Regions from separate parts of the Mus musculus genome. Here region 1 is linked to region 2. A link is a contact called in public Hi-C data. All regions are on one chromosome and are shown on one strand. Each heading gives the region's core, a stretch centred on a gene start, on an enhancer-like site or on the middle of the called end of the contact. The rest is flanking DNA. Distances are from core to core; before and after follow the strand shown.

Region 1 (5,336 bases), core at 2,637-5,136, 310 kb before region 2:
AGCTCCACTTTATCTTTGCAGGGCAAGTTTTCTCATTCCCATCATTCTTTCCCATTGCTGTGGCCTTCCAGCCAAAGTCAGCCCCAGATGGATCTGATTGAAATAAACACAGTCATCCCTCATTCCAACCACAAGAAAAGTAAACTCAAAATGGACAAATACCACCTGACTGGTTTGCATCCCCCAAAGCTCCTCTCTGTACCAGTTAGCTATGCAACCAGCTTCTTAGCAAACAAGAAAGTATCGCCCACATTTTCCAGCTCCGTGCACCAATACTCTGTAATCTGGGCCCCCGCGTCAGCACACACCAAACCCAAGTGCCTGGTAACTGTTTCCACGTTGTGTACACTTCACCCACACAAAACGGACTTGTTCCTTCTCAATTTGCAGCTTTAATTCCCACTGAAAGGAACCCGCTAGCTACAACAGTTAAATTCAGCATATCGCATCGGGACAAGTTTCCCAGATTAGATGAATATAGTGGTCAAAAAGCTGGAAAGGCACTCCTCCATCTTTATTCAGAGAGCCAAAGCCATGGGAAATTTCTTCAACATGACAATGGTGAAACCTCCATGGCTCTCGGGTAGGCACCATCCTTCAGCAGGCACTGTCAGACCCAGTTTATAGAAAGAAATCTCCATGCTCTCAGCTTGCTCTCATCTTGCCTCATCACCGAAGGGCAATTAGATTTCTGAGCTCATATAATCTCTCCAAGCAGGAAGAGCAAGGGACAGCAATGTCACAGAATTGTACGTGTGACTCCTCTGTAATTTTGTCAGGATAACTCATCAACCCTTGATAAGGACAAAGGCATTCTTTCCACTGGAGAACAATACGTACAATATCCTCATGCACTTGAGCACCTAGATGAGAAATGGATGCTCTAAACAACGGCTGCTTTCCTCCATGGTCCTGATATCCTCATTAGAATCCTTGGAAAGGGGTCTGACTCACCACCCTGAGTCATCTCCATACTGGCTAATGTGTTAGAAGCCTATGCCCCAAGGGCCAGGGCCTGGATTCTTTATCCCTCTGTTGTGGATAACTGCTCTCAAATCACTTAAGGTTTCTCTTTAATTTTTAAATTGAAAAATAAACATTTCAGGTGTGTTGTTTCTCAATGAACAATGCTTTGCTAATGAAAATTATTTTATTTTTTAGCCGCGAGTCATGAACTTCCCTAGGATTAAGAGCCAGTGAGAAGAAGGCTATTCCCTGTGATAAGTGTTAATAATGTCATCCATTTGAAGGGCACATCTAATGCACTTTTATTTATGTATTTTACTTTTAAAATATTTTATGTTAACTTGGTTATTCATGTATTTTTAATGTTAATTTTTATTATATATTTTCTTCATTTACATTTCAAATGTGATCCCCTTTCCTAGTTTCCTTTCTGAAAGTTCCTTATCCCTCTCCCATGTATTTATTTATTCATTATTTTTATCCATGGGTGCATGTGTACATGTATGTGTGACTGTGGTGTGTGTGTGTGTGTGTGTGTGTGTGTGTGTGTTTCTATCTACATCCAGGACACTCATGTGGAGGTCAGGAAACAGGTCGGAGGAGTCTTTTTCTTCTTAAAGCACGTAGGTTCTGGTGTTTGAACTCTGGCCCTCAGGCTTGGCATCTTCACCTCTGAATCATCTTGCTAGCTCTTAATGCAATTTTTAAAGCCATGTGTCTCTGATGAATGTGAATTTCTCATTTAAAAAGAAGAATTGGGAGGACTAAAAAAGGTGACACACCACGGCAGCAGGGCAACACTAATGTAAGAGATAGGAAGCTGTATTCTAGCTCTGTTTGTAGTCACAGTTAGCTAAGAGATCTCAAGAAACCACTTCATTGTGTACATGTAGCCTGATTCCTCTACTGTGATAATGAGACATCTGTGAATAAAATTCAAACAATGAGCATGAACCATCCACACTTTGTTGAAGATATACATCCTTCATATATATATAAATATTTCAGCAAGAGAGAAAAATTCCATTTAAAATTTAGCTTGACAGAAGCTTAAAATGTCTAGAAAGTATATAATTCTATATTTCATAAAAACTTCTTCCATCTGATATTCTATTGCTCCATATTTGCTCAACATTGACTCAAAAACAATCTCAGTAGCTTTCTTGCTCATAATATTATGCTATTTCTATGTTAATGACAGACATGAAATATAACACACATAAATGTAAAAATAATTTTCTAGGTGATCATAATATGCATATAATAAATTCTAATATATAAAATGTGTTTACATATGTACACAAAATTTTCACGGGTCAATATGAATATTTTCTACATTGTTTTCTGTGAAATATGCAAGTGGGAAACATTATTAAGCATGGCATGAAAAATGTCTTACATGTTTATTAAATCTTCCCATGGGTAATTTAGAATTATGTGCACATTCAAGGCTCTGAGGAAAACTTCAGTGGAAAATCTGCTTGAGTCACTTGAGTCTGAGTTTTCCAACCTTATTTTCTTGTAAGTCTTGGTGACCAAGATTCTTGCTGAGATTGCATGAACCTTGATTCTGAAGCAAACTGTGAAACTGGACCACAGAATCTACCATTCTAGACTGAGTGTCTGTCATCCCATCCATTCGTAGGCTGGTTGAAACCTCAACTCTCAACCAAAGCATGTTGGACATGAGTACTCTGAGAAATAATGAGGCTTACATGAGGCTGTGAGTATGGGCCATTATAGAAGATTAGTTAGTGTCCTTACAAGAGGAACCTGCATATAAACACCCTGCTCTCCCCCGCCCCCATCCCTCTTCCCTTCTATTTCCCTCTCTGAGCAAAAGGTCATCTGAGCAAATCCAATGTGAAAGAGATGATGGTGATTTGCAAGCCAGCAAGTGGACCTTCATTCAAAACCAAACCTTCTAGCACCCATTTGGATATACTAGTACCCAGAACTGTAAAAAAATAAATGCCTGCTTCTTAAACTACACATGGCATCTTATTACCCCTACCAAAGGAGACTCTAGAACATGTTAAAAAAAAAAAAAAAAACTAAAAACTCTAACCAGTTAATTAGTTTGGCTTGTTACAAAATCTACTGAGACAAATGACACTAAAATTTTTTCCAATAAATCTATTTAAGATTTTTGTCATTTGACTGAAATAAGCTGACAAAACAATACTAATTTCTCCTACTGGACTGCTAGAGTTTGACAAAATGTATCTTTTGATTCTTTGAAGACATGAGATCACAGATACACAGCTTATATAAAACAAGAATTGATAAAATGAGTTTAGGTGTTCCATAATCATTTTTGCATGGTCACCTTTCAGGAAATGGTGGAAATGCAAGCACTTGAAGAAATTTTAACATGATAAAAATACAGTATATGAAATTCTTACAGAATCAATAAAATATCTGTTAACATTTCCAAAGGATAATGATGACTCCTACGTAGACATTCTTACTTTTGTTTTATCCTTTTCCTCTGTCTCCTATAGTGACCCCTCTCCTTACTTATTTAAGCCTTCTCCTATCTTCTCCATTTCACTTCCATATTGTTTGTACCCTGGTGTTCTCGCATACACTCTTTTCCATTCACCTTCATTCGATTTTACCTTCCTGGTTAACCTTACTATAATCCCAGGTTATAGACATATCTGAAGATTTGGAGTTAGGAGCAACATATGACTGAGAATTGGCTAGCCACTAAAGCCATCCCTGAAGTCATATACATAGAAGTATCATTACACAGACTCAGCAGAGTGTCTTTTTCTTTTATGAATATATAAATAAAAATATGTCTCAACAATTAAAGAAAAAGAGGTCACAAATTTCAGAGCAAGCAGAAGAGGGGATACATGGGAGAAATTGGAGGGAGAAAAGGAAAGGGGAAATGATGTAATTGTAATTTTTTTCTCACATGACATATTTCAATAATGCTTTCTCTTCCCTAAAACTCCTCTCAATCCTCCCCACCTCCCTACCCACACAACTTTATGTTCTTTCTCTTTCCTTCAAATGAAAGAACTACAAAAGTGAAAAGCAAAACAAACCAATAAGACCAAAGGTGCCAAAACAAAAAGGAAATCAAATAAATGGTCTGTAAGAGAAAGGAAAAGAAAAGGGAAGGGAAGGGGAGAGGGGAGGAGAGGGAAGGGAAGGGAAGGAGAAGGAAGGGAAGGGAAGGGAAGGGAAGGAGAAGGAAGGGAAGGAGAAGGAAGGGAAGGGAAGGGAAGGGAAGGGAAGGGAAGGGAAGGGAAGGGAAGGGAAGGGAAGGGAAGGGAAGGGAAGGGAAGGGAAGGGAAGGGAAGGGAAGGGAAGGGAAGGGAAGGGAAGGGAAGGGTAAAGTAGGGAAGGGTAGGATAGGGAAAGGAGGGAAGGGAAGGAAAAGAAAGGAAGATAAGGATAAGGTAGGGAAGGGTAGGGTAGGGAGAGGAGGGAAGGGAAGGAAAAGAAAGGAAGATAAGGATCAAGTTTGTTTTATGCTTGCCAACTACTTTTGAGTATAGGGCTTGCTTGGAGTGTGTTTGATATACCCAATGTCACTCCAGAAGAAAACAGATTTTCCCTTTCTCAGTAGGTATCCATTGCAAACCACTTCTCAGTTACAAGCAGGAACCCATGTCTTCTTCCCCCTCTCAGTGCTGAACCCCAGTTAGCTTGAACCTGTGCAGCTTTCACACATGATGAGTTCATAGGTGCATCAGTCCTGCTGTGTCTCAAAGACACCAGTTTCTTTGAGTTATCCATCACCTCTAGCCCTTCTAATCCTTTCCTTCCTCTCCAGCATAGATCCCTCCAGCATAGGGGTTTGACAAAGACATCTGACCTACGATTGAGATCTCTCAGCCTCTATACATTGTACAGTTCTGAGTCTCTGAGCTAATTCCCCTCTACTCCAAGAAGCTTCTCTGATTGAGTGATTCACTGATCTATGAGTATAGCAATGTATCACTAGGAGTCATTTTATTACTGTTTGTTTATCATAATAATGATAGTAGGATTTCCTGTAGGCTTATAACTTATGTAGCATCAGTTTCAAGTATAGGTTCCATTTCATGGAATGGATCTTAAATCCAATCAGAAAGTGGCTGATAACTTCCATAATATTTGTGCCACTATCATACCAATATACCTTTCAGGCAGGTCCCTGATGGAGTCCCAGGTTTATAGATGGGTGATCTTTGTGATTAATCTTTCTCCTCTGGTATCATGCAGAATGCTGACCACTAGGGATGAATGAAGCATAATACTAAATGATTATGATCACATTTCCTCTAACTGTTTTTACATGTGAAAACATGCTGTATGTGTATGTACGCATGTATGTATGTATACATTCCTAAACATATAAACACAATCTT
Region 2 (4,843 bases), core at 1,989-4,488:
AATAATAATCAATATTACTTCTATATCTACACCACTGGATGACACCTTTCTTTTTTGTTTGTTTAGATGGTGTTTTTGATGATGGTGTTGCTTTGTTGGAGTGGGGGGGAATTTTTTACTTTTTTTGGGGGGGGGACATGCCTTCTCTGTGTAGTCCTGGCTGTCCTTGTCCTGGAACTTACTCTGTAGACCAGACTGGCCTTGAACACCTGCTTTTGCTTCCCAAGTCCTGGAATTAAAGGCATGCACCGTCACCACCCAGCAGATGCCACCTCTCTAAATGTGTATAGATTTCTTGCTGTATCCTCTCTCGCCCTCTGGCACTCAGCCCACCCCCTATTGTTCATCGACATTTGAAATGAGTCAGCAAGAGACCTGGTGCACTTAAGGCAATTTGTGATCTGGTTTATAACTTATGCATTAGAGCCTGAAGGAGCTTAAGTACTTAACTTCCACTTTATGATAAAAGAATGTGTAATGGCCTCTCTCATCTTTCCCTGACTCTACTCACTCACTCAGTCTAACACATCGAAGACATTCTCACACAACACTGCGGCCAGCAATACCTTAATCCCTAAATGTGGAGCTACCATCAAATAGTTGTGGTTATCCAAAGCGTCTTATTTCTAGTTCCAAGACAAAGCAGTTGCTTATAAGGAACTATACAGGGAAAAGGAGGAAACACAAAAGAAGACAAGACACAGCAGGCTCATGGCTTTGCTCTTCTAGACTAATAGCAACTATTTCCCAAATTTTCTATTTGTGTCTTTGAGATTCTCACATCAAATGCAAGCCTTTCTCTTGGCATTTCACTGGGTATCTTAACTCCACTTAAGGGCACACCACATCCTCAGCAGTAGATGCCCAGCACAAAATGAACTCAATGGTACTTCTGTAGACATTTCACCTCATACTGCTTTGTTTAGATGTTTTTGACTTGCTTTGATATTATGCTTTCCGATTTTGTTCCTTTATAGGTTTCATTTGTGTGTGTGTGCGTGTGCGTGTGCGTGTACATGTGCGTGTATGTGTATGTGTATGTGTGTGTGTATGTGTATGTGCATGTGTGCATGTTTCTTGTGATTCTTCTTTGGTTTGTTTTTGTTGCTGTTTTGTTTTTTTCTTTATCCTGTTTTGTTTGCCTGTTTGTTTGTCTGTTTGTTTGTTTGTTTTCCAAAGAGAATAAGAAAGCACATGGAACTGGGGGGGTGGAAACAATTATCAGCATATAGTATATGAAAAAAATCATTTCAATTAAAAAAATGTCTTTCCCTTCACTTATTTGTGGAGAAACTAAGGTCCAAAGAATCTAAGCAATCATTATATAAGTCTGAAGAAGCCACACATTTTCAGAACCAATAATAATCCCTTGGTGACCCATCCTAGCCACCAGATGAGACAATCTTCACAGGCTAGATCTGATATCAGTCAAGATCCATGAGTCCATCTCCTTTAGGATTCCATACACCTATGTGTGGGGATATAATTTTTCAGTTGCTGCAAGTTGCCCTGAGGAGGCTGGGATATTACCGTGTGCACCCTGCAAGTGACGTTCAGCCTCCACGTTCAGTCACTCCTGTTAAGCAGCTTGCATCTATGGAGTGCTGAGAAGAGTCCATTCTGCTCTTCTCGGTATTTAAAGCAATTCCTTTCTAGGAAACTATAACCAATCCTGCCTCAACTTCTCTGTAGCCAGCTCAATTTTTGCACATCAGCCAAACATAATACTTGCTGTTCAAGATGTGGGGAGATGCCAGTTCTGGATTCATTGATGCTCAAGGGCAGAGCTTTCTCAAATTTGGTTTGGAGAAGATGTCATAATTCCCAGATCAAGAGCTTCCTTTCTTATGGAATACTATTTATCAGTGAAATGGTTCTGGGGTTTTGGGTTTAATTGTGCAACTATACAATGCAGAAGGGTGGGGGAGGGTATGCCACTTCAGCTAACAATAAAAACATCTAGTAAATTAACACCTATGATGTTAATGATGGGCGTGTACCCCTCCTAAGCACTTTCCACAGCTACCTCGTTTAATCCTACAGCGAAACTAAAAGTAGGCATTAATGCAATACCATTTCACACAAAAGAAACTGAGACAAAAACATACTCAACAACTTGCCCAGAGTTGTTACAGCTAAGAATCGTAAGACCAGAATTGTATGCCAGGCAGCTGTGTCTTTCCATTGCATACCTAACACAAGCAATTTGGGGAAAAACAAAAACAAAACAAGACACAAAACATTTTTCGTTTGTTTCAAGTTGAATAAGTAAAGACTGAGTTAATTATCTGATTTTTGTTATTTAACTCACAGCTTTATTAAAGCTGAAAAGATCCAGTTAAATGTACGAGAAATGTTCCATACTGCATAACCTCAATGATAAAGTAATTCACCATCTCACTATCACATGCAAAGCTCTCGAACAATGCCGCGACTTGGGTATGGTCATTTTGCCTTGTTAATGAAAACAAAAGGTAGATTTAAAACAAAGAAAGAAAGAAAGACAGAAAGAAAGAAAGAAAGAAAGAAAGAAAGAAAGAAAGAAAGAAAGAAAGAAGGAGGGAGGGAGGGAGGGAGGGAGGGAGGGAGGGAGGGAGAGAGGGAGGGAGGGAGGACAAGTAACAGCACAGACAATGCATGTTATATGTCAAATAGACAAGCTGACAATACATACATTTTTAAATTCTTCTAGAAACATTTGAGCATTCAGCATTCTAAGTATTAAGGATTTTAATTTTAATTTATCATTTTAATTTGAAAATGATAAAAGGTTAAAAAAACTCAATAGTTTTGGTAGTTTTTATTATAATTGTGGCAATATTGGTTTTCAGAACTTAATAAAATGAAATAAACACCTTACTAGATGCTTATCTTAATTAAATATTTTTTATTATATTTCAAAAGATTATGAATTAGGTACTAGGTAACTATTTCCTTTGTTACTAAATAACAACTTAACTAGAGCTTCATTTTGTTTAATGTTTACACTTTCTTTCCACCGCTTTTTCTTCCAAAAATAATAAAGGAAATACCATAAATCTCTTTGACTTGTAGAAAGGTTTCAAAACAAACCACACAAACATGAGAAATGCAAGCAATTTTGACAAGTTAATTCTCCGACACCGCAAACGCATGACTTCTCCGATGACGGGCCATGAATTCACTGTGTAGCATAAAGCCACTTACACTTCAAATTGCCCATTTACTTTTCTTATCTAGTTTCCTCCATTTGCATAATGTGTTAGTAATCACCCTCATTCTTCAGTGAGCTATCCCCAGTTAATTTCGGTCTGAAGGTTTGTAGTCATTTACATCCTCAATTCGCTTTCGAATTCTGTCAGAATAATAAAAAGCCCTGTAAGGATTGCCTTCCTGCGGGCTGGCTGTGATGCCCACTCTCTGAAATTGAAACTGGAGTCCCAACATGACTACCAGTAAAGAGGGACAAGGCTCTCAGGGCAGGGAGCAAGGGGACATGGGTTAGGGTCAGCTCTAATCCAGTCTGACTGGTATCCTGACATGAGGCAGGTTCTCTGGGGACACAGAAGCAAGGCAAAAAGAGCCTGAGCATCTGCATAGCACAGAGATGTGTCTGAATCTTAACTTGCCAATACCCTTGCAGCTTCCACAGCTGTAAGAAAGGAAATTTATCTTGCTTAACCTACTTTGTGTGCGGTATGTTATTTTGGCAGGACAAGCAGACCATGGAGAACCTTGCTCAGCTCCCCCACAGAGCCAATTCAGGATGGTGTCTTCGCTCTGGGTTTTCAAACCTTTCTTTTCGTTCACAGTTCTTCTCTTTTCTTGTCACTCATACCAAACTTAAATGTAAGACTTCATAAGATTGGCAAAGTAGATCAGTTCAGAAACACATGTTCAACTCTTGATTGGTTTATTTTTAGCAGGGAGAGGACAGGAAGTGGAAGATAATGAAGAAACCTTATGGAAATTGATTTCTGTGTTGCTCCCGACTTTGGTGAGAGAAGCTGCTTTTTGCAGTAGATATCGCTTAATTCAGAAACTCGTAACTGGGCAAAGCATCCAGTATATGTAACAGTGCGGGCTCCGCTGTGAGTGAAGTCTACTGAGTCAGCCTTCCACTGTGGAAGGATCAGGCAACAGGGTCGGAGAAGGAGTGGGAAGAACGGAAGAGAACTGTGAAGTGCTGCCTTCCCGACACAACCTGACAGATGCTGCACTTGTGGTGCCTGTGCAAGACCAAACCAGTCAAAATTCCAGCACAGATGGTAAAGTAGCCCTGGCGTAGTTATTGGCAGCTGGTGGCTGCTGAGCGAGGGAGTTACTCTCCTTTGGGACTTGGCCACCGGTAGGTTGCCATGCCCCAGTGAGCAGCCCCACATACCGTGTACTCAGTGGACTCGGGGAATTATTGATAACAACAACAAAAAGAAAGCATAAAGTAGAAAAGAAATGGAATGGGGATATGATGGAGGCTTGGGGAAGAAGGAATTGATTGACACTGTCAAGATGCATTGAAAAAAATGTATGAAAATTTCAAAAAATGAATAAAATAGTTTAAAGGCAAAAGGTAAATAGGGGTTCAGGGGAAACTGCAGCGGGTGGGTGTGTTGAAAACATTAACTGTAGCAATGATTACACAAGTGAGTATTTGTCTTCAAGTTCACCGTATTGTACACCTTAAATGTGGACAGTTCTTTTCTCTGTCGGTCTAGCTTGGTACAATTGTTTTGGTTTGTTTTGCTTTGCTCCATTGCTTTGTTTTTGGTTGCCTGTCATGGTATTTTGGCTCTATATTTACTTATTTTGTGATTTCATACATTTGCACAATGTACTTAGATCATATACAACCCCTCCAGTTCCT

Evidence for each region. A called contact is a pair of places that touch in the nucleus more often than the background predicts.
Region 1: a Hi-C map of bone marrow-derived macrophages shows a contact between it and region 2, with 14 read pairs. The contact joins two enhancer-like sites. A contact is called at or near these places in 1 of 484 Hi-C or Micro-C datasets (bone marrow-derived macrophages) and 2 of 115 datasets of contacts at active chromatin or transcription factors (CD8 T cells and large pre-B cells).

Annotation. Positions count from the first base shown.
Region 1 is chr15:5,575,386-5,580,721 of GRCm38.p6, reverse strand. It overlaps 5430437J10Rik (RIKEN cDNA 5430437J10 gene), which reads right to left. Exons shown (of 5, transcript NR_045274.2): 3 at 1-93. It also overlaps the pseudogene Gm20957. Among named protein-coding and RNA genes, the nearest start is that of 5430437J10Rik, 82 kb to the right of the region's middle. Within about 2 kb of position 3,886, at least 1 of the 459 cell types and tissues checked has an H3K27ac peak or open chromatin away from gene starts, as enhancers often do. A contact at or near this core is called in bone marrow-derived macrophages, where this site is marked.
Region 2 is chr15:5,261,761-5,266,603 of GRCm38.p6, reverse strand. All of the region lies in intron 1 of Gm41257 (a long non-coding RNA gene), which reads right to left. Among named protein-coding and RNA genes, the nearest start is that of Gm41257, 9.5 kb to the right of the region's middle. Within about 2 kb of position 3,238, at least 36 of the 459 cell types and tissues checked have an H3K27ac peak or open chromatin away from gene starts, as enhancers often do. A contact at or near this core is called in bone marrow-derived macrophages, where this site is marked.